Linked DNA regions of Sus scrofa: region 2 is linked to region 1. The links are chromatin contacts, called in public HiChIP or PLAC-seq maps. All regions are on one chromosome and are shown on one strand. Each heading gives the region's core, a stretch centred on a gene start, on an enhancer-like site or on the middle of the called end of the contact. The rest is flanking DNA. Distances are from core to core; before and after follow the strand shown. Region 1 has its middle 50 kb from the start of ATP6V1G3. Region 2 overlaps PTPRC (receptor-type tyrosine-protein phosphatase C).

Region 1 (4,513 bases), core at 1,488-3,987:
CATCACCTTGCTCAATGTTTACCTCAATTTAATTTCAAATCTCATCATGGATAATGATATATATTGGTTATCATTACCTATAATATATGTCGTTATCTATAATATATATCATTATATATCCATTATATGTAACATAAATGATATATATCATTATATATCCATCATATGTAACATATATGATATATATCATTGTATATCCATCATATGTAACATATATGATATATCATCATATACTATATGTAGCATACATGTTATATATAACATATATAATATATACCGTTATATATTATATATTACCTATATATCATTATATATATAATGATATATATTATATATACCATATTTTATAAATTAATTCATTTGACAGGTAACTATGCAGTAGCTCCTGCATGCAAGGCTTTGTGCCGCCCACCAGATGATGTGAAGAAAGATTTCCAGAATCTGCCCGCAGAGGCCAGAAGGACCCAACTTTCATACCATTGAAAGTGTTCAGTGCCAACAGTGGTTTTTGGTAAAGCGTGGTGGAAGCTTAGACGAGGCAGGAGGCTGATGTGTTCAGGAAAGTACAAAAATACCATTTAAAATAACTCCCGCTTTTTTCCAGAGGCACACAAACATGAGTCCTTTATCAGCTCTTTCTGAATCGTGAGTTCCTCCTGCCTAAACTTTTTGCCGTTGGAACTCTCTTGGCATCGGTCCACTTGTTCTGCTGGCCCGGGTCCGGGCACTGGGGTCACAGATGGTGAAGATGAGTTTCGGCCACAGCCACAGCCACGGCCACGGCCACGCCAGCGGAGGAAGCTACAGCCCAGATGGCCCATTGGCCGGGTGTGGACCGACCTCACTTTGTGTCACAAACACAACGACGTCAAATGAAGGCTTTTGGAGGGTGGCAAAAAAGTCGGTCCAGTCAAATAAATACGTGCTTCTAAGGGCTGTGGCAAATGTTTTCTTCCTCCTTCCTGGCTGCCAGCTCCTTGCAAATCAAGTCCCAAAGGCTTTTTTTCTTTGTTGCCATTTGGCGGGGGTGGGGGCATGGAGGGGGGGTGGGGGGAAGCAGTCATGATTTATTTTTATTAAAAACCCAAACAAGGCAAAACAAACGTACCTCTTACTCCACTCGTCGTCAGAAGGCACCCAACCCGAGAGAATGGCCCGAAACCAAACACGTTAGTTCAAAGCCGGCAAGGCTGGCAAAGCTCGCAGCTCTGCCCACAGCTACCTGCATGATGGGTTCGGCAGAGAAATATGCAAACTGGCAAACTGGGTACATTTTACTGTTCTACAGCAATATGTTTTCTTGTTCCCTCGCTAAATTCTTCGCCGAGGGCAAGGAACGCTACAGTCGCTAGTGGTGGCCGGCGCCCAGCTGTCAGCGTGATCTTCACCACTTCCGGCTGGTTTAGCCCAGGGGCACGGCGATTGCTTACCAATAAGCCGAGAGGAGCTGATAATGCAGGTAGACGAAGTCATGCATATTTTAGCATTTAAGCATCTTTTTCATCCACGGTGACATAATCCTGCAGTGGTGAAGGATTTCCTCCCAGGATGGGCAATTAGGGAGAGGTGGCCACTAGGAGAGGCTTCCTGAGAATAAGAAACCTGCTTTTCATCAGGTACATTCAATAGCTCATCTGCAACGTGATAATTTGCTTTTTAAAAATGAACACTCTTTGGCGTTCTCATGTGGCCCCTCGGATTAAGGACCCGGCGTTGTCACTGCAGTGGCCTGAGTCACTGCAGTAGCTCAGTTCAATTCCTGGGAAATTCTGCATGCCATAGGCATGGCCAAAAAAAACACAAAAAACAAACAAACAAAAAAAACAACAACAAAAAAAGAAAAACTAATAACACTGTTTAAGTATTTTTAACTGCAAATTATTTATAAAATGCGACTTTATTTCTATAGCAATATTAAGACTTCAACGTGAATGACCTGAAATGAATCAGATGGACAGGAAAAAGCCAAAAAACAATAAACTGCTGGTTGTGTGTGAGTAGCTGGGATGGATAGAACAGTACCCACTGTGTTGAACAAACTCCCTGTGAATTTTTTTGTTGGTTTTGGCCAGGCCTGCCACATGTGGAAGTTCCCAAGCCAGGGACTGAAGCTGCACCACAGCAATGACCCGCACCACAGCAATGACCCACCCCTCAGCGGAGACAACGCCACAGCCTTAACCTGCTGCGCCACCAAAGAACTCATCCCTCATAAAATATTATCACTTTGTTATGTGACAACTGGATGAGATTGCTTATGACATTCTACAACATTCTTTTCTTTTTTCTCTCTCTCTCTTTAAGGGCCGCACCCGAGGCATGTAGAGGTTCCCAGGCTAGGGGTCGAATCAGAGTCACAGCTGCCTGCCTACACCACAGCCACAGCAACATGGGATCCAACACACGTCTGCCACCTACACCATAGCTCACGGCAACATTGGCTCCCTGGCGACTGAGCGAGGCTAGGGATCGAACCTGCATCCTCACGGATGCTCATCAGATTCGTTTCCGTGGAGCCACAATGGGAACTCCTCTGGTTACACTTTGGGGATTCTTTTCAAGCTCTACTTTAATCGCTAATACCCCACACGAGGCAGTGTGATAAAATGTCAATCCCCTGTCAGCTGTGAGGAATAATCTCGAAGCCAGAAACTGCTACCCTGACTCCGACCAGTGCTTTGGAGGCTGTTTTGTTCACAGCCATCTCCTGTGTTCTGATTTCTCCACAGCTGTGCGGGCATCCTCTTTTCAGGCACTAGATGGCACTCTACATACACTTAATTCGGAACCACACTGGCCCATCTGTAATTTCAAAGGGAAAAAAAGATGAGCCTTTTCCTTAGCTGATTTGATAGTCTGACACGTCTTGGGGAGGAAATGAAGGTATATGATGTAACGGTTATTTCATTAATTTCAATGAAAAAAAAAAAAAAAAGAAGCATCCTCTCCTGGCAAAGAAAGTGTGACTGTTTCTGCAAACGTGGACCCGTCAAACCAGCCCTCAAAGTCTCATCAGAGAGGAGAAAAAAAAAAAAAGTCAGACATATTTTTTGGCTAATTCAACTGCTTTTTGACGGACTTAAATAGTTGCGTGACTACTTGACAGTCAAAATAGTTAAGCCAGTTTGTGTGGTCAAGACAGGCTGAGGTTTTGATGTTACAGAGTGAGCCTCTGTGTTTGTTCCATTCCTTCTCTGCCGCTTTTGTAGTCTGGCTGGTGAGCTCGGTTGGTTGGGGCCGTCTGCTAATGAGACAAAGGTCACCCCGTTTCCATCCTTGCCCAGGGGGGTGCGTCCTCCTCACAGAGTTTAGGGCTTTTCCTGGGCCAGGACCTGCGACCCTCCCTCTGACCAGCCATCGCACCAATGCCTGAGCTTCAAAGACGGCGGCGTCAGGATATCGAGCTGATCAGAATGCACACATCATGGCAAGATGGTGAAAACCACTCAAAATATATACCCTGTTAATAGCAGATCTGCGATGTCACTTTTCTCAAGAAAGAGCTCAGTGCTTCCAAAATCCACTTCCGTAATGAGCAAAGTTGCATGCCTGGTCCTTCCACTCAGCTCTGTTGTTAAGAACCTCTTTATGCCAGGCAGGGAGCCAGATGCCCAAGGACAGAGAAATGAGGGAGGAAAGGCCACTGTCACAATGACTTCGCAAGCTCGTTAGGGAGGTAAACAGGCAAACCAATATTAGATAATGTGACAAATACCGTAATGGACCGACACAGACCTGCCAAGGAAGCAAAGAGAGAGGATAACTTCTAGCAATCATAGGAGCTTCATCTTTTTTTTTTTTTTTTTTTTAGCTTTTTCGGGCCACCCCTTCGGCATATGGAGGTTCCCAGGCTAGGGGTCGAATCAGAGCTGCAGCCACCAGCCTACACCACAGCCACAGCAACTCAGGATCCGAGCCACATCTGCAACCTACACCACCACTGACAGCAGTGCCAGATCCTTACCCCACTGAGCGAGGCCAGGGATCGAACCCACATCCTCAAGGATCCTTGTCGGATTTGTTAACCATTCAGCCACATAGGAATTCCTAGGAGCTGCATCTTAAAGACTGACCTGCATTCAACTATGAAATGTGGACCAGGTCATACAGGTGAAGGAACAGGTGCCTGAGAGAGAGTGATGGTTCGAGGACAAGGGTGTCCTGTGCCTAGAATTTTGAGTATGTGCTGAGAAGTGGTAACTCATAAAATCAAAATCGGGGGTCCCGATTAAACCAGACAGTTTCACGTAATCTAAGGAACTTGTGACAGTCAAAGTATAAAATAAATATTCATGATCCTCATTAATGTGAATAAGCAATTGAATAGATAGGTAGGTGGGGAGATTACACAGATTTCCTGTCCAGAAGAACGCCAAGTAATTCATTCGGATAATCCCGCCTTAAGAAGGTGGAAAAAACCTCCACCCTTCAATGAGGTCTGAGCGCAATTTCTTCTAAACAGCAAAGCATAAAAGAGGGAAAGAAGTGTAACTTCACTCCGGAAAAGCCTGCC
Region 2 (4,513 bases), core at 905-3,404, 220 kb before region 1:
GTATTATTTACAATAGCCAAGTCATGGTAGAATCTAAATGTCCATTGACAGAGGAATGGATAAAGACGATGTGGTACATATATACAATGGACTATTACTCAGCCATAAAAAAGAACAAAATAATGCCATTTGCAGCAATACAGATGCAACTAGAGATTCTCATGCAAAGTGAAATAAGTCAGATAAAGAAAGACAAATACCATATGAGATCACTAATATTTGGAATCTAATAAAAAGGATACAAAAGAACTTATTCACAAAATAGAAACAAACTCAAAGATTTTGAAACCAAACTTATGGTTACCAAAGAGGAAGTGCAGGGGGGAGGGATAAATTGGGAGGTTGGGATTGACATTATACATGACTATATGGAATAGATGAGGAACAAGGAGCTACTGTGTAGCACAAGGAACACTACTCAAAATTATGTAATAGCCTATATGGAAAAGACTCAAAAAAGAAATGGATATATGTATAACTGATTCACTCTGCTGTATACCTCATTATAAATCAACTATAATCCCATAAATTAAATGCAACTATAAATGTAATACAATTCATTGAGTAATTATATAAAAAATGAATAAATGCAAGAGCGTGATTAGAGTGAGGGGTTGTAAATTGTCATCATGCCTGGAGGGAGTGGAAGGCTTCAAAGGGGTGAGGGCAGTGTGTTGATTTGAAATACCACAGCTGTGGTTTGCTAGAGTTCATGAAGCTAGGAAGAGACTTGGTGTTCTTACTACTTTAGATGAAGAAACAAAATCAATCCTCTTAAATCATGTTTCTAAGGCAGTACAGAAATGATACATCTAAGGCAGGGATAGGCTGAGAAGTTGGGTATTCTTCAGGAAAAATGCAGTGAGCAGAATTCCAAGGTGGTGCCCAAGCTTCCCAGGTCCCACTTATTTAATCCAACACTAATCTAGGTACTGTGGCTGTGAGGCTGTGCAGAGAGAATCTGAGTCTCCTGTCAGTGAGATTTTAATCCATAGAGATTGTTCTGGGTGAGCCCAACCTCATCAAGTGTCCCTAAAAGCAGGAGCCTGAGATCCGAAGCACCAGAAGGATTCCACACGCTGCTGTGGTGGGAAGAGGGAGGAGGCCATGTGGGCCTCTAGGAGCTGAGTGCAAACCCTGGCCCACAGCCCATCCAGGAAATCAAGTCATTGGTCCAACAACATCAAGAAACAGGACTCTGGCAACCTGGAATGACCCTGGAAGCATTTTTCTGCATGTTCTCCAGATAAACACTCATCATGGCTGACACTTGGATTTCAGCTGTGTGATACCCTGAGTGGAAGAGCCGGTCACAGGGAGCCGGAATTCTGACCGACGAAACTGTGAGCTAATAACTGGTGTGGTATTAGGCTGCTGGGTTTCAGTAATTTGTTAGAGGGAAAACGAATACAAAATATTGCCTCCCTTGCAGTTTTGTCTAGGGACAGTCCATACCGTTTGCTGCCTCTGAGACAACCAGCATCCTCCCTTCCTCACCTCCTCCCTCCCTTCCCCTGGCAGACCTGGACCAGCTCTCCTTGCTGCTCAGTGTGTCCAGATAACTGAGATAAGGGTAGAAGTGGTCCCAGGTGTGGTGCTTACACCCTCTGGAGAGACTCTACACACCTCTCTTCTCCAAACTGCTGGCTGGATGTTGCTGGCCATCTCAAAATCAGAAGTCACATATGGGAGAGGGCAGCCTTGTGTCTGCCTGGGGTTCTGAATGAGGGTGTGGAGCAGAACCCCGTCTCTACAGGCATACAAACATCCTGCAATGCTGTGGAGTAAGAAATGTCCATTCTGCTACATCACCGGGACCTGAGGGTTTATGCATCCCAGCACCCAACACTGGCTTCGTGCATTCATACCCCTTATTCATCCCATTGTTACTGAGCAAATGCCAAGTGTCTTACAACTGGGATGGTCTCTGGGTACAAAAGAAAATATGGCATAAAAAGGTACCAGTTCTGAGGGGATTTTCCTTATCTGGGGGTGGGGGGGAACAAAAGCTATACAGGTAAACGAACACATCAAATTATTACGTGTTTTCCTTAGATTTATGAAAAAATAAAGTAGAATGGTAAGAACATAAGGGGAACCTATTTTCTCTGCAGTCCGTGGAAATCTTCCTGAGCACAAGAGATTTCTCCTGCAATCGAAAACATAGAAATGACTCATCCAGGCCATGGGCTGCCCAAATAGTGTGTCTCATGCTCAGAACATCTCTCACTGGGAATTCATAAAATCAGGAACATAGAAAAGTAGCTTCACGTGAAGATTTTCTGATGCCAGATTTAAGTTTGAATCGTGGCTCTGCCATTTTTTTGACTCAACACAGGGCGGACCAATTAAATGATCTGAGTTCACCTTTCCTCATCTATGAAGTGGCAATGATTTGTTCTTTAGATGGTATTGTAGGATGTCTGTATGTGTCCTGCGTGTGTCTATGTATGTTTTTATCTATCTATCTATCTGTCTATCTATCTGTCTGTCTGTCTGTCTGTCTGTCTGTCTATCTATCTATCTATCTATCTATCTATCTATCTATCTATCTATCTATCTACCTATCTATCTATTTATATCTATCAAGAGACAAAGAGAAGGCCAACACGTACTAGACATTTTGCAAATAAATAAATGCACCAAATGATGATAAGTACCAAAGAACACATCAGTGTAGGATTCCTAAATATGACTCATGCAAATTCCAAAAAGACTGCAAAAAAAAGAGCAGAGCAAAGAAAATTTCTCATAGCTATAAGCCTCCAGGTCATGAAGGCCAATGGCAGCATCCAAAAGAATAAGTGAAAATGACCCACATTAGACCAAGAATAAAGAGGAAAGCCTAAAATCTCCAGGGAGAAGAGGAAATGAAGGAACATAAGAATGAGAAACAGGTAGCAAATTGCATCTAGAATGTAATTCTAGATGCAGGGGAACAGAGCAGACATGATTTTTAAATTCTAGATTTTTAAATGTGGAGTCTACGCCAGGGCAAAATGTTGATTAAGTGTCAGAACAGAATAAAGATATTTTCATGCATGCAATCATTAGGATATTTTCTTCTTACACTAGAAGATACAAACCAGTAAGATTTTTAAAACTGCATGAGGAGTTCCCACTGTGGTGCAGTGGAAACTAACCTGACTAGTATCCACAAAGATGCAGGTTCATTCCCTCGCCTTGCTCAGTGGGTCAAGGAGCCGGGCTTGCGGTGAGCTGTGGTAAAGGTCACAGATGCAGCTCAGATCCCACGTGGCTGTGGCTGTGGCTCTGATTCGTCCCCTAGCCTGGGAACTTCTATATGCCATAGGTGTGGCCCTAAAAAGCAAAAGTTAAAATTAAAATTAAAAATGCATGAGATTCAAATGCATCAATCCTAAGACAGGAAACCGATGCAGAAAAATTTTATGATGGCATGCGAGTTGTACCTCTAGAAAGTCCCGAACGAGAACAGGAAGCTCAGCTGGGAAAGTTGTCAAGATCCAGGCAACAGGATGTGATGCCAGGGAACTCAGACATACATTTCTAGCAGCTCTGTTTTTGCAACTTGCACCCCAAGACCTTTGCTGGAGCAGATGTCACTATTAACACATAACTACATTATTCAGCTCTTATGAAAATGCTCTTGTGAACGAAGAGTTAATGATACCTTTTTCGGCTTCATGGGGAAAAAAAAAAAAAAGGAGCCTGGAATAACCCTCTGGCCCCACTGAAGTGGGAATGTGATAAAGATGGAATAGTAGCTGTTACCTGGCAACAACGCTAATGTAAATGTGATGGCTGGTTTCTAAAGGGCATGTGGACTAGGATGGTTGCATATGAACGATGGTGAACAATGGAAGTCCTGGCTTTGTGTCTCCTGAGTGCACTAGCCCAGGGCACATTTTGTCACTGGGCACATCCCTGTTGGCACATCTGGAATTATTTTAAGAGATACTGATTTCCTTTCTTAACATGGGGCTCCTAAGCCAGCGACTCCGGCACCCACACACATGATCCATTTTACATCTCTGTTGCCTCCTAGAGGGTCAAAAAGGACACAGTCCCTGGCCAGTCGTGGGTACCGCTACCCACATTCCCGTGGCCAGATCCCCTCACTGGGTGTGTTTCCTGCTCTGTGTCTCTCTGCATGAAAAGGTGCCAGCCTTCCTATTAAGTAAAATGAGAGTCTGAAATGTCCAGCAGAGCCTATGACCCCAAGAGTCAGTGCTGCTGCTATAAATTATTGACCTCATCAGAAAACCTCAATGAAGCTGTTGTTATTAAAAAGGAATCATAAAAGAAATGAAAGTGAAGAGATCTGGCTGGTTTTGTCTGGCATCTCACATTAGGGGCTTTTATTTTAGCAATCTGAACAGAAAGAACTTTATATGGGACTTGGTATAGAGGTTTGGAAAATAAGCTGATTTTGTATCTTCCTCTTTGGAAAGATTTTGGAAAGTAAAGCATGAGCGACTAGGCATGTGCGTATGTGGGTAGTTGACAAAGACGGAGAAGGGGCAGGGATGGT

What was found. HiChIP or PLAC-seq counts read pairs in DNA pulled down with a chosen protein or histone mark.
Region 2: a contact with region 1 is called in an H3K27ac HiChIP or PLAC-seq map of alveolar macrophages. The contact joins two enhancer-like sites.

What each region holds. Positions count from the first base shown.
Region 1 is chr10:21,342,590-21,347,102 of Sscrofa11.1, reverse strand. No RefSeq gene overlaps it. Among named protein-coding and RNA genes, the nearest start is that of ATP6V1G3, 50 kb to the left of the region's middle. Within about 2 kb of position 2,737, at least 2 of the 83 cell types and tissues checked have an H3K27ac peak or open chromatin away from gene starts, as enhancers often do. A contact at or near this core is called in alveolar macrophages, where this site is marked.
Region 2 is chr10:21,566,987-21,571,499 of Sscrofa11.1, reverse strand. The region is part of intron 18 of PTPRC (receptor-type tyrosine-protein phosphatase C); the gene reads right to left. Among named protein-coding and RNA genes, the nearest start is that of PTPRC, 86 kb to the right of the region's middle. Within about 2 kb of position 2,154, at least 1 of the 83 cell types and tissues checked has an H3K27ac peak or open chromatin away from gene starts, as enhancers often do. A contact at or near this core is called in alveolar macrophages, where this site is marked.